Linked DNA regions of Sus scrofa: regions 2 and 3 are each linked to region 1. Evidence: chromatin contacts called from public HiChIP or PLAC-seq data. All regions are on one chromosome and are shown on one strand. The core of a region is the stretch at or near the end of the contact, and the rest is flanking DNA. Distances in the headings are between cores, read along the strand shown. Region 1 has its middle 69 kb from the start of SP140. Region 2 overlaps TRIP12 (E3 ubiquitin-protein ligase TRIP12). Region 3 overlaps TRIP12 (E3 ubiquitin-protein ligase TRIP12).

What was found. HiChIP or PLAC-seq counts read pairs in DNA pulled down with a chosen protein or histone mark.
Region 2: a contact with region 1 is called in an H3K27ac HiChIP or PLAC-seq map of alveolar macrophages. The contact joins two enhancer-like sites. A contact is called at or near these places in 22 of 47 Hi-C or Micro-C datasets (alveolar macrophages, blood, brain and 14 more) and 2 of 2 datasets of contacts at active chromatin or transcription factors (alveolar macrophages and skeletal muscle).
Region 3: a contact with region 1 is called in an H3K27ac HiChIP or PLAC-seq map of alveolar macrophages. The contact joins two enhancer-like sites. A contact is called at or near these places in 1 of 47 Hi-C or Micro-C datasets (epiblast stem cells) and 1 of 2 datasets of contacts at active chromatin or transcription factors (alveolar macrophages).

The regions. Positions count from the first base shown.
Region 1 is chr15:131,154,022-131,158,633 of Sscrofa11.1, forward strand. No RefSeq gene overlaps it. Among named protein-coding and RNA genes, the nearest start is that of SP140, 69 kb to the right of the region's middle. Within about 2 kb of position 2,395, at least 3 of the 83 cell types and tissues checked have an H3K27ac peak or open chromatin away from gene starts, as enhancers often do. A contact at or near this core is called in alveolar macrophages, where this site is marked.
Region 2 is chr15:130,803,295-130,807,906 of Sscrofa11.1, forward strand. TRIP12 (E3 ubiquitin-protein ligase TRIP12) reads right to left here. Exons shown (of 42, transcript XM_021075059.1): 30 at 4,157-4,284; 31 at 2,642-2,793; 32 at 1,820-1,962; 33 at 314-470. Among named protein-coding and RNA genes, the nearest start is that of DNER, 52 kb to the left of the region's middle. Within about 2 kb of position 2,562, at least 2 of the 83 cell types and tissues checked have an H3K27ac peak or open chromatin away from gene starts, as enhancers often do. A contact at or near this core is called in alveolar macrophages, where this site is marked.
Region 3 is chr15:130,889,636-130,894,247 of Sscrofa11.1, forward strand. All of the region lies in intron 2 of TRIP12 (E3 ubiquitin-protein ligase TRIP12), which reads right to left. Among named protein-coding and RNA genes, the nearest start is that of FBXO36, 48 kb to the right of the region's middle. Within about 2 kb of position 2,351, at least 1 of the 83 cell types and tissues checked has an H3K27ac peak or open chromatin away from gene starts, as enhancers often do. A contact at or near this core is called in alveolar macrophages, where this site is marked.

The DNA of each region.
Region 1 (4,612 bases), core at 1,145-3,644:
GGTTGCAGACGTGGCTTGGATCCCGCATTGCTGTGGCTATGGCTTAGGCTGATAGCTACAGCTCCACTTTGACCACTAGCCTGGAAACTTCCATATGCTGCAAATGTGGCCCAAAAAACTTAAAAAAAAGAAAAAAAGGTCTTTCCTGGCCCTTACATTTCCACCCAGCCTCCATCTCTTCTAGTTCTGGAAAAGCCACCTGGGGATTAAGAGAGCTGTAGAAACCTCAATTCCAACTGTAACCTTAATTTACCCTTGTGCTGGAGCAAAATATCCACAGGATCCAGCGATTAGGGCATCTTTGCCAGAGTAGGGGATGTTTTTCTGCCTGTCACATTTACAAAATGAGATTGTTCTTTGGAGCTGAAAATGATCAAAGGACTTTTACTACTTAAGAATGACGAGACCAAACGCTCATCAAAAGAGCCAGGAAACAGCACCTCATACTCATTTGGATGGCTATTATAGAAACAACAGGAAGCAAGTGTTGGCAAGGACGAGGAGAAACTGGAACCCCTGTGCACTCTTGCTGCGCTTGTAAAATAGTACAAACCCTCTAGAAAGCGGTATAAAAGTCCCTCAGAAAGTTAAAAATAGAACCATCACACGATCCAGCAATCCTACTTCTGAGTACAGATCCAAAAGAACTGAAAGCAGAGCCTAGAAAAGATAATTGCACATATTCATGTTTATCACAGCGCTATTCGCAATAAGCCAAGTGGTGGAAGCAACCCCCAAATCCATCAATGGATGGGAAAAAAAATGTGGCATATGCATGCAATAGAATAGCATTCATCCTTCAGAAGGGACGAAATTCTGTCACAGGCTACAATATGAATGAACTTGGGGATATCCTGCTAAGTGAAATAAATCAGTCACAAAGAGATAAACGCTCTCTGAATCCATTTATACGAGATAATCAAAGTACTTGAATTCATGGAAACAGAAAGTAGAATGGTGGTTCTGAAGGTCTGAAAGGAGGAGAAAATGGGTGTTGTTTAATGCGTATCGACTTTCAGATGAAATTATTTTCAGAAGAAAAATTCTGGAAATCTGTTTCACAACAATGTGAATATACTTACGGATGAATTGTACACTTAAAATGGTTATTATGGTAAATTTTATCTTGTATATTATTTATAAATATAATTTTAAAAAGCGCAATAGGCAAAAGCATAGGATCCAAGATCGCAGGCAAGTTTTTGTCGAAGAGGAGGTAAAGTTGAATCCACAAATGGGGTTGGAATGGGCCCTGGGAAAAGAATCAAGTTGTTTCCTGCTCAAATCCTATCATGTCCTGCTATTTACTATAAAGTTAACCACTTAACTATAAACTAGGCCAGCCATTTATTAGTCATAATTTGCTAAAAGCTAATTAGTCATAATTTGCTAAAAGCTAGTTAAAAAAAAAAAAAAAGGAGTTCCCATCATGGCTCAGTGGTTAACGAATCCGACTAGGAACCATGAGGTTGCGGGTTCAATCCATGGCCTCACTCAGTGGGTTAAGGATCCGGCGTTGCTGTGAGCTGTGGTGTAGGTCGCAGACACGGCTCGGATCTGGTGTTGGTATGGCAGGCAGCTGTAGCTCTGATTCGACCCCTAGCCTGGGAACCTCCACATGCTGTGGGTGCAGCCCTAAAAGGATGAAAGACAATAAATAAATAAATAAATAAATAAGGCTAGTTTTAAAGGAAATTTCATTTCTAGCTATGACATAGGTTGTACACATTTCCTAAGTTTAAGTATACTGTATATACTTGGTGTATGTGTGTGTGTGTGTGTGTGTGTACGCACACGTGGAGAGAGGGAGAAATTTATGTATTTATTTATTTAGCTATCTATCCATCTGTCTTTTTAGGGCCACACCTGCAACATTTGGAAGTTCCCACGCTAGGGTTTGAATCGGAGCTGTAGCCACTGGCCTACACCACAGCCACAGCAACACGGGATCTGAGCCTTGTCTGTGACCTACATCAGAGCTCATGGCAACACTAGATCCTTACCCCACTGAGCAAGGCCAGGGATTGAACCCGAGTCCTCACGAATACTAGTCTCCTTCGTTACCGCTGAGACACAAGGGGAATTCTGAAATTTCTATTTCTCTTTATATGCATATACAGTTTTAGAACTATATCATCTACTTCCCTGGGTGTCTAGTGAGCCCCTGGGCTGGGGTAGGGGTGACTGTTCTCTTCGCGGGGCCCCCTGCCTGACGTCAGCAGGGCCAGGGGCCATGGAGTCTGGCCAGCATGACTGAAACTGGTCGTTGTGCCCTGCAGATGGTGAGGTGGGACCTGGGACATGCAAGTCAAGGGCAAGGAGCTGCTGCTTATCTTGGGGAATGGCAACGACTCAGCTTCACTGAGTCACCCCTGTGTGCCAGGCACTTTGCATACATGGTTGGGTCCAATGACATGTCTTTCCTTCTGAGAACTTGGGATGACTAATTTGGGTCTGGGCACCCTCCATGATCCGTCAGTGAAAAAAAACTTGACATACTCCAGAGCTGAAGGCAGGTGTTCTCTTAGCAGAATAAAATCCAAGCCAGGCTTAGTAGTTCTCGAGAAATGACTTCAATGAAATAGACCATGCTAAATGGCTAAAGAGAAGAAAGTTAAGTTGAAGGATTCTGGCAGCTAAAGAGAACCAGGAATCCTCCCTGGGGATCAGGAGCAGGTGTCAGTAGGAAATGAATTCTGCAGGGTAAAGTACGTTTTGATTTTAGGTATCTCAGATCAGAAACTGAAGCCTAAACTGCATCATCACCCACTCACCTTCTCCCCACCCCCACTTCACCCCCTGAAAAGCCTTGACAGTGAACTTGCTCCTTTGAAGCACTAAGAAGGAAGAGGTGGTATACCAGGGGCAACTCCCAGCCCTCTCCCTTCTTCACCTGGTCCCTCCATGGTGGGCATCCCGTGTTTCTGTCAAGATGTTGCTGCTTCAGTGCCTCTTTGGAGCTTCTGGCTCTTAGCTCTGGGTCCCCTCCTGTCTTTACTTCTTGCTTCCCTGTGAAGCCACTGCAGTAAAGCCTTTCTACCCAAGACCTGTCGATGTTCTGAATCCCTTGTTTTTCACAACTGCCTGTAGCCCAAATATAACGGAGGTGCCTGGTAGCCACCTTGGGGTGATATCAGGTATAATACCAGCCCAACATCCAAGAGAAGCCTCATCTCAAGTCTCTTGAGACTGACTCACAGCAAAGCAGCTTAAAGATCTACTTGCCCATCTTTCTGAAGTCCTGTTGACAGCTGCTCAAAATGGTCTTTTTTCCTCTCCCATATTGTCCCCCTCCCACCCTACTGGCTGCTTTTCTCCCTTTCCCCCTTCTTCTCAATGGGTTTCTCTTCCTGGTATAGTTCCTTCTGCAAATGGCCATATTCCTTTCTCACTACTGTTTCTGAAAACTGATTATACTTAAATAAATGCTTAAATAAACCACAAAATATTAAAGCTAAACAGAATAACCACGTAATCAACCAAACCAGAAACCCAGGGCTAGGCCAGCTTTTGTTATTAAGTTGCGGGCTCTCCTGCTGCCAGCACCACGGGCACATTAGATTTGTTCCTTTGTCAAAAGATAAAGGCCAGTCTTATCTTAGGGCAATTGATGCCAAACTTAATTGTTAAAAATATAAGGAACTAACCCCTAGCCTGGGAATTTCCATATGCTGTGGATACAGCCCTTAAAAGCAAAAAAAAAAAAAAAAAAAAAAAAAAACCCCAAAACTGTAAGAAACTATATTCAGTCTTTTGGGATACCATGATGAAAGATAATATAAGAAAAGGAATATATATATATGTATATATACACACACACACATATGACTGGGTCACTTTGGTGTATAGCAGAAATTGGCACAACATTGTAAATCAACTACATTTATGTATGTATGTATTAATTTATTTATTTATTGTATTTTTAGAGCTGCACCTGCGGCACATGGAGGTTCCCAGGCTCGGGGTCGAATTAGAGCTGTAGCCACTGGCCTAGACGAGAGCCACAGCAACTCTGGACCTGAGCCACATCTGCAACCTACGCCTCAGCTCATGGCAATGCTGGATCCTTAACCCACTGAGCAAGGCCAAGGATTGAACCTGAGTCCTCATGGAAGTAGCGTTGGTGGTATAGTGGTGTGCATAGCTGCCTTCCCAGTCCTCATGAATGCTAGTTGGGTTCGTTAACCACTGAGCTATGATGGGAACTCCCAAAATCAACCATACTTTAAGAAAAATAAAATAAAAATAAATGGACACCCCCCCCCAAAAAAGAAAACTTCTTAAAAATACCACTTCCTGGGCCTCAATCACAGAGATTCTCCTCCAGGGCCAGGGACCTGGGAATCTGCATCCTCACAAGCTCTCTGAGGATTCTGGAGCAGTGGTCCATGGACCCCCTCTATGGGAAGTGGTCAGAAGTGCAGGGGACTCCTCTCCAGCACCATCTGGTCAAACATACTTTATTGGGGCCGAAGACCCTTTACTGGTGCAGCTTCCTTACCAGATCCTTGACCTTCGGCGTTCTGGAGAGTCCAGCTGGTGGGCCATTCTTGAAAATGAGATGCTAGAATCCAGGTTTGAGGATGCCCTTGGCTATCGGCAGGGTGGCCCT
Region 2 (4,612 bases), core at 1,312-3,811, 350 kb before region 1:
TAATTTAGCAAGAAAAGGAGGGAAGCCTCAGTAAAAGAAGACAAGACTCTTTCTTGCCCCAAGAATTATGGAGACTAAAAGAAAAAAACAGTTGTAAAAACCGTTACAGAAACTGGGGAGAAAGGACACTTACTGGAGGATAAAGAAGAATTTCAACAGATTCTACGAAACTGATAGGAAGATAGTACGAATGATAAAAAGAGATGACTGACAAAGATAAGCCTCTAAACCAAATGGGGATAATGAGATGCTCCACACTTTCAGTTTTCCCGTTCATTTGAAAAGCTAAATAATACTTTGGGGAGAAACTTACTTTTTTTCTATCCAATCTAGGTGCAACTCTGCTATCTTGAGAATCAGACTGGTTGATTTCTGGGTTGGTATCAAGTAATCTCTGCATTGCTCGATCCCGATCAAATGCAGTTACGTAAAAAAGCATTTGCCGGGTATCGAAAGGGAAGAAAAATGGGCTGTAAAAAGATGCAATATAAATTCATTATCTGAATTATAATCAGAAACCATCAAACCCCCCCAACCTAGAAATGACTTTTGATACGTTATAGAATAATAATTATAAAGTATAACCAATGAAAATGGTCTACGCAAAGTAACTTTGAAGTTTTCCTAATTCTTGCCTGAAATTTCTAAGTGGTCAAGTAATAGTGCATTAAATTCACCATGAAAGCTGAAATTCAACCGCTAAAATCAAGTCTAGCCAAGATCATTTTAATCTACTCAAAGACCGTTACTAAGTATGACACGACTAATGAAGGCTCAATTTTAAGATACAATCACCAGTTCACCAGACAGCCAACCCACCCCGTTCCACATACACACATGCAATGGTATTACCAATTTCATGACTTTCCTCTTAGTTTTGGTGTCTATTAAGTCATTCAAAACTGCCAAAGGGCAGCTGCTTACTTTTTAAGAATAAACTCTGCAGTAACACAGGCCCTGCTGCCTCGCGATGTTGGCATTCTTGGTTCGGCAGTTCTTGACACAGAGCCGCCGAGGGCACTTCCTCTTTGATCCAAACATTAAATACCTATTCTGTCTGATCAGGTAGCCCGTGAGGATGTGGGTAGTGTGACTAAAAACCCAATTTCTAATCGTCTTTCATTTTAATTCATCTAAAAGTAGAATACAGCCACGCGTGCCCTGTGGCTACTGTATTCATGAGTACAGTTCTACAGTCTCTGAGAATGTAGGTCTGGCCCCAAAAAGGCTCAGAGAATCAACCAACTCCACCACTGGAGTCCTTTTTTTGGTTTGGGTTTTTTTTTTTTTTTTTGGCTTTTTGGGGCCGCACCCATAGCATATGGAAGTTCCCAGGCTAGGGGTCAAGTCGGAGCTACAGCCGCCGGCCTACACCACAGCAATGCGGGATCCGAGCCACGTCTGTGACCTACACCACAGCCCACAGCAATGCCAGATCCTTAACCCACTGAGCGAGGCCCGGGATTGAACACGCATCCTCCAGGATACTAGTCAGATTCGTTTCCGGTGCGCCACGATGGAAATGCCTGGAGTCCAACTTTCTGATGGAAGAGGACTCAATCTCCCCAGACAAACGTCCTCGTGCACCTTCCTATCTCATGTTTACAGACACGCGTCATCAGGCACACCTAGTACCGGCCCTGCTCACCTCAGTCGACCTGGATGCCTAAGTTACACTATTAAGCAAGCTGTGATCAAAAATGACCATGGTAACTAAACACATGGGTTCAGTAAACACTACGTTTCTGTAACAAAATATATAAAAACCAACACAGTGACAACTCTCCCGAGGCCACCGTTACGGAAGCAGATGTCTTACCAGGTTTTTCCCAGTTCAGTGAGCCACGTTGGGATGTTTCCTGTCATGATTACTAAAGGATCTTGAAGTTGCCTATTTGCTTTTGCTGTCAACTTACTGTTAATAAATTCACTAGTTGGGATAATCTCCTTGCACATGGCATTCTGTAAAATGTTTAAAAAAAAAAAAAAAGAAAAAGAAAAAGGTCTATTATGTGGTAAAACAGCAGGATTATATTCACTGTCTCTTCCTTCGTTCCCAAATAAGTACGCAGGGCACCCAGACCTCCCCGCTGGTTTCCGACCTGCAGGTTCTCATACAGCCGCCCCAAAGGCCACGTCACAAGGCAAGGCTCAAACACCCGACCCCCCCCCACGCCAGGGTACGAACTCGACGGAGCAACTCGTGTGGCCCCCAAGGCCACGCCTTCATCCTTCCCGACAGCACGAAGCACCAAAGGCAGCATTCAACTTTCCCCTGAGCTAGTTAACATACACCGGGAATAAATTAACTTCTAGTTAAATACACCTCAAGATTTTTTAACTATAATAAACTCATGTTCAATTTGCATGCTATAGCTTCCTTTTCTAAATTACAGCTAGAGCACATTAGTATCTTACAAGTCTGCCTAGAGAACTAATCGAGGAAAAAAGGCCAGAAAAACAAGTGGGGGAGCAGTTCCCGGCGATGAGTACACGCCTCGGGATGTCACTGGGGCGGGATCCCCACTGCTCAGCTGAGTCACTGCTTCTGTTTCTAGGCCAACAGGAAACGGATCACGCGCTGGACAGAAAACGATGAGACAACGTATAGCGAACACCACACCAGGTCAGCGTTACTCACATCATACAAGTAGTACCAGTATCGACTGATGGCATGTAACACTCTTAGAAGAAGAATCACGTCTAATGACGGGTCTTCAAAAGTGATATTTTCAGGTGGCGCGGGGATGAGGTAAACTTCTAGAGGATTTGATACTGATGGGCACACTCCGTCTAGAGGGCAAACGGTCAAGGTTAAGTGTTGATCAACATGAGAAAGGCAAAGCCAGTGGAGCCGGTGGCACCCAGCACGCCTCAAATAGCAACCACAAGGGGTTAAGATTTAATGCTTGGTGTCCTACTAGAGTACTGAAAGCTTCAACACGCCCCAACTCACATACGGATAAAGCATCCAGGCTTGTGAAAACGTCACTTCCTCCCCATGCCTATACACTGTAAAGGAGAAAAACGGACTCCTGCGCATTTCTCCTTTATACCAGAAAAGAGCTAATAATAAAAGGGCCAGAGAAGAATAAAGACAAAATGTTTAAATTTAAGTTCACTGTTATACAGAAATTTCCTGGGTTTTTGACATCTAGCTTAAAATGGGCATATAAGACAGAAAAAGAACCTAAAGTTGTAAGTCTGCTTAAAAACAAAACAAAACAAAAAAAAAGATCTGGTTATTTAATCCAAGGCTTAGGATATGATAGACTGTGACAGTCTGCAAGTAGGATCTCCGATTCCTTTGTTCTTATATTTCACAAAGTAAGAGCTTTAAAAAAAAGGGGGTGGGGGGTTGCTACTGTCATCATTTACTTTTACCAAGCAAAGAAGTTAAAAATCATACGACTATCACCAAGTAAAAGGGTAATTTTCCATAACAGAAACAAATATCTCAAAATAAAGACTCTTTTATATAGAACTTAGCTTTGTGAAAAGCAAAATTGCTACACTGCCCTCATTTCTGTGGACTAGGGGAGATTTCATCACCACCACCAGTGTTTGAAAATCTCTGATAGGGACTGGTCCCCAAGGAGGGCAGCTTAATGTTAAGGCACTGTTACCATCACATAAAAAAGAGGGGGCAGGAAATGAGCAAGATTATACTGCAAGGAAATACTACAAAGGAAGGTAAGTCAACTGGGAGGTGCTACTACTTTCCGTAATCATGATATTACTGGCAAAACTTTTTATTTCATCTAGAATTGTCAGCTCATTCTACTGTAATTGGTAATAGTAAAACTTCAAGGCCAACCTGCTAATGTCCGGTCTCTTCTTTAGTGAATATGTTCTAGGTTTTAGCTTTTATGAAAATACAGGTTCTTCATGGAAAGAACATACGTTTTCCCCAATTTCCTTTCTAAGTTTAATTTTGCAGATAATTAATGTTTCAATTTCTGGACATTAAAGTCAAGGGTTCAATTAAAAACAACCAGAGGTTTGTAGTAACTTATTATTTTTATAAATTATATTAAAAGATTTCACTACTAGGTACAAACCCCTGCCTTTAAAAGTTTGAACACAGCAAGAACACTGCCCCAGGGCAGCCTGCTCTCCCCGCTGGAGATCAGCTTACAGCTGGAGCTCAGCTTACCATTCCATAGCTCATCATGCTTTTTTGCATTTCTAGGGGACGTTTTTGTTGGAGCTGTTTGGGCTCTTCCTCTTTTACCACCAACACAGTCTTTATTACTTTCTTCATCCTCTCTCACAGGTTTGTACCTAAAGTCATAGAGATATGTCAGTCAAAAGCAGACATCAAAGCTGCAAACTATTCTCCAGGGCACAGCCACAGCCACCACAGAGTTGCCAGAACAGTTCTCTAAGGCCCATCCTCGCTCACTCTAGCTGTGGATTTGGAGAATTACCGATGGTACAGTTTGCTAGAAGAGACCACCTAGAGACCATGACCCTAAGAGAGGCCATCTGAGAAAAGCCAGGGGGTGGCCCGGAGAAGGATCGCTCTCTCTAAATTAAACCAATGCAAGAAGCTGCACCCAAATGCCTCTAAGGGCTTTAGAGATGCCAGACTTCCTATGATCAAAAGGAA
Region 3 (4,612 bases), core at 1,101-3,600, 260 kb before region 1:
GAATCCAACCGGGAACCATGAGGCTGTGGGTTCAATCCCTGGCCTCGATCAGTGGGTTAAGGATCCAGCACAGCTGTGAGCAGTGGTATAGATCACAGAGACAGCTCGGATCTGGCTGTGGCATAGGCTGGCAGCTGAAGCTCCGACTGGACCCCTAGCATGGCGATCTCCGTGTGCCTCGAATGTGGCCCTTAAAAACCAAAAAAAAAAAAAAAAAAAAAAAAAATACAGTAAAACGTTGAAAAATAACAGAACTGAGAAGAAAATTTTATCCTGGGGATGGAGAAGGCAACAAAAGAAGAAAAGAAGCAAAGAACTAAGAGAGTTGCCTATCTAAATTTAAATTCCTCTGGAGTTCCCGTTGTGGCTCAGTGGTTAACGAATCTGACTAGGAACCATGAGGTTGTGGGTTCAATCCCTGGCCTTGCTCAGTGGATTAAGGATCCGGCGTTGCTGTGAGCTGCGGTGTAGGTTGAAGACACAGCTCGGATCCTGCGTTCCTGTGGCTCTGGCATAGGCCAGCGGCTATAGCTCCGATTCGACCCCTAGCCTGGGAACCTCTATATGCCGCAGGAGTGGCCCTAGAAAAGGCGAAAAGACAAAAAATAAATAAATAAAATAAAATCTTCTATAAATTAAAACAAACCATAACGAGTAATAAAACTCGAAAAATATTTGCCCATGTCAGCTTCCATGAAGGGGTCTAGTAAAAAAACAATCATCTCCAAAATTAAAATAGACAACGGATACTAACATTCACAAAATGCATAAAAATGGCCACCAACATGTGGCAAAGATCTTCAACTCTATAGAAACCAAAGAAATGGCAACTTTAATCAAATGATTCCTTTCTTCCCACCAGTTTTTATTAAAAATAGTATACTATATATTAAGCAGGATTTGGAAAAAAGGGCATTTTCAGCAAGTATTAGCAGGAGAATAAATTGTTTTAATCAAAAGCAAAAAAAAAGGCAAAATCTTTCTGAAAGACAATTTAGCAATTTTTAAAAAATCTTCAAAATATTCATATCCTGGGTGCTATGAACCCACTTCAGGAATCTGACTTGATAAAATCAGAATCACTTTCAAATGTGGTAGGCACAGCAACACGCTTTACAGAAGAAAACTGGGGGAAGAAACTAGAAACCCAAACTTAAATCACAGGCTTACATATAAAGTCATGGAATAGAAACCTAAAGCAGAAATACTAACCATCATTACCTCTAGGCGGCTGAGTTAAATTTACCTTAATTCTTTTTGTGTGTGTGTGCTTTTTAGGGACGCATCTGGAGGCGGCATATGGAGGTTTTCCCAGGCTGGGGTCTAATCAGAACCACAGCCGCTGGCCACAGCCACAGCCATGCCAGATCCAAGGCCGCATCTGCCTATATACCACAGTTCAAGGCAACGCCGGATCTGTAACCCACTGATGGAGGCCAGGGATCCAACCTGCAACCTCATGGATCCTAGTCAGATTTGTTTCCTCTGAGCCACAATGGGAAATCCAAATTTGCCTTAATTCTTAATTTTCCTGAAGCATCCCAATTTTCTATTCTCAACATGCTGTGGTTTTATAACAATAATGAAGAAACTTTCACTAGAGCAATCTTAATAAAAGCTGCTATAAAACTGAATTCAACCCCACTACTGACATTTGAGAAAAACATGAAAAAAGCACATGACATATGAAGATGCTACTGCATGGCAGAGGGAGGGGGGCCTGCAAGTACCTGTGCTAGAAGTGGGAAAGGTTAGGTGGTATCCCTGAGAGCAAGCCCACAGACAAGCAGTGGAGGTGAGAGTGATTTCCTAAAGAGGAAAAAGAGAACAGAAAAGAGAGCAACAGGCCAATGACAGCACAAAAAATTACGGAAGAAAAAAAAAAAGAAAAACAAAAGAAGAGAAGGAAAATGTCTAGTTCCATTATGGACAGAGATGAAGAATGGGTGAAAAAGAGGAGAGGGAATGAACAGGAGAAATTAAATACTTCTCAAAGATCCAGCTTTTTTAAAATCTTGATTTGGGAAAAGGACCTGCACAAACAAGGCCCAAGTTTGGAAGGAAACAGTGAATCAAATATGAATGGATTAAAAAATCCAAGGAGGGGAAAAACTGCTTCTTCAATTCTAAACTGAATAATACTCTTCAATTTTAAGTACTTCATACCCTCTCAGGTCCTTCATCATTTGGATCAAGTGGTTTGTGCAGGAGAAACAGTCTGGCGTAATAAAAAGAATTACTGACTGTAGCGTGAAGAGGTCAAGGAGCAAGTCCTGACTCCACTTACCAGCTGTGTGAAGCGGAGCAAGCTGCCACACTTAGAAAACCGGAACTACAAACTCCAGACAACAGTGTCCGAGAGTCTCACTTGAAAGAATACATATATACAATTGCTTCACCAGTGCTGGTGTAGCAGACGCTCTAATTTATGGCCACTATTTGAATCACTCTATCACCAGGAATACATTTACAGAACCAAATCGACTGGGTTTTTGTTTTTTTTTTTTAACAAAAGCTTACAATAACAGCATTTTACTTAGGAAAACTAAGCAAAAGGTGTCAGATTAAAAAAATGAAAATACAGCTGTAATTGCTCTCTCCCAGTGAGCCCCAATCCTCTCACCCCCACATCACTACAGGTTTTTTGGAGGTAACATAATTGTTAGTACAGCACACACTCTACTGGGGCTTCCAGAGGCAACCGGGGGATTGATGAAAAAGTCCCTTCCAGTTTGGAGATTGCATCATGAACAAAAGAATCACGCTGTCTAAAATGGTAAAATGAAATTCAAATGCATAAATATCTTCTAATTTGCATTCTCAGCCAAACTGATATGGCTTTTTGGACTCAAGTTCTAAACTTCTATGTTCTGATCATAATTATACTTATCCACATGAAAACAGGAAAAATCTGTACCTTCAAAGTTATTACTAAAATCATGCTATATCCACACAATTGAACATGAAGTCTTTAAAAGCCATGTTTTAAGCAATTTTTAAGGAACAGGATTATTACGATTCCAGATTTTTTAAAAAGCAAATTGGCCCTCATGTGTATACTACTTTTACAGACATGTAAAAGTTTGGCATCCTGAGAGCTGAAACAGGGCTATGTGACTGAAAAGGAGGGGGATTAAAGCTATAAATCCCTAAGTACACCATGCTTTCTATTATCTGACATGTTTCTGCCATTCCAAACACATTTTTACATTTTATTTTCCCTCACAATTGAGCACATCATTGATTGGCTTAAAGCATATAAACCTCAGGGAAAGATTTGCCATTCTACAAATGTGAGTTCCAGCTTGATTACAACTTTGTTATTTAAGCCAATGCGTTTTTTCTTCTTCTTCTTTCTTTTTTGGCTACTCCTTGGCTTATGGAGTTCCTGGCCAAGGATCAGATCTGAGCCGCAGCTGTGACCTAAGCTGCAGCTGTAGCTGCAGCAAAGCTGGATGAAGCTCCCCTGTGCCAGGCTGAGGATCAAACCTGAGTCCCAAAGCTCCCAAGACCCCACCAATCCCCTTGTGCCACAGCGGGAACTCCCTAAGCCAATAAATCTTAATCATTAGTATTAACCATGTCCATTAACCATTTGTTTTCTGCTCATTTTTTTAAATATATAATAAAACATTGAAATAATTCTACATTATTTCTGATGTGGAGAAAAGGTAACAGTGCTGAAATATCACTGTGGATTTAGAAGCACAAACTGTCATTCATGTACAAGAGTCTACATATAACCTGGGGATTAATAGGTTAATTAACACATATGCAATTAATTTATATGCAATTAATTGACATGCAATTGTTCAAAAGGCACAAGTAACTTATGTGCACTACACACATACAAGCAGTAAAAAGAGACTGAAGGAAAAGGCCCATGTTAACAGTGGTTGTAGTTGATTGTGAAACTGATTTTTGTTTTTTTAGACAAACATATTTTCTAAATTCTCTAAATATGTAACATTATTACAATGGAGGAGTGATTTTTTTAATTAACAAGATAAAGTGTGGCTGCTTTAACAAATAATTTAAACATAAAAAAGCAAAAAAAAAATTTCAGAACAGAATTCTGTACTAAGCATTGTACAGAGCTTAACATAATATATGTAATACTGAAGTTAACTAATAACTCTATGAAATAAGTATCCCTACTGTGTGAACTAAAAAAGTGAGGTTTCCTGAAAGATAGAACAAAGGACGCACAGCTATTTAATGGCAGAGGCAGAAATTGCACACAAAGTTGTCCTAGTCCAGAACCCAAATGTTCAACCACTGAAACAGCCGGATGTGAACAAGATGTTTCAATTTCTTTACATCTGATATATACAAATTTTTAAATAATGTATTAGACAATACATGGCAATGTCTCAAAATGTTACACCAGGTAATCTTATTAGAATTTAGCCATAATGTATTGTAAGCTAAATATGATTAGTCCATGGACTGGAAAAATTAGGCCTTCAAGTAATTTTGAGTACTTTATGCATAAAAATAAGTCTTTAGCTAAATCAGACATGGACTTCTATATTCAAGAGAATGTATCTGGTTCTTCATGCTAACACCTACACAATTACTCCAGCTAAAAAGATGGGGTCAGCACCAGACC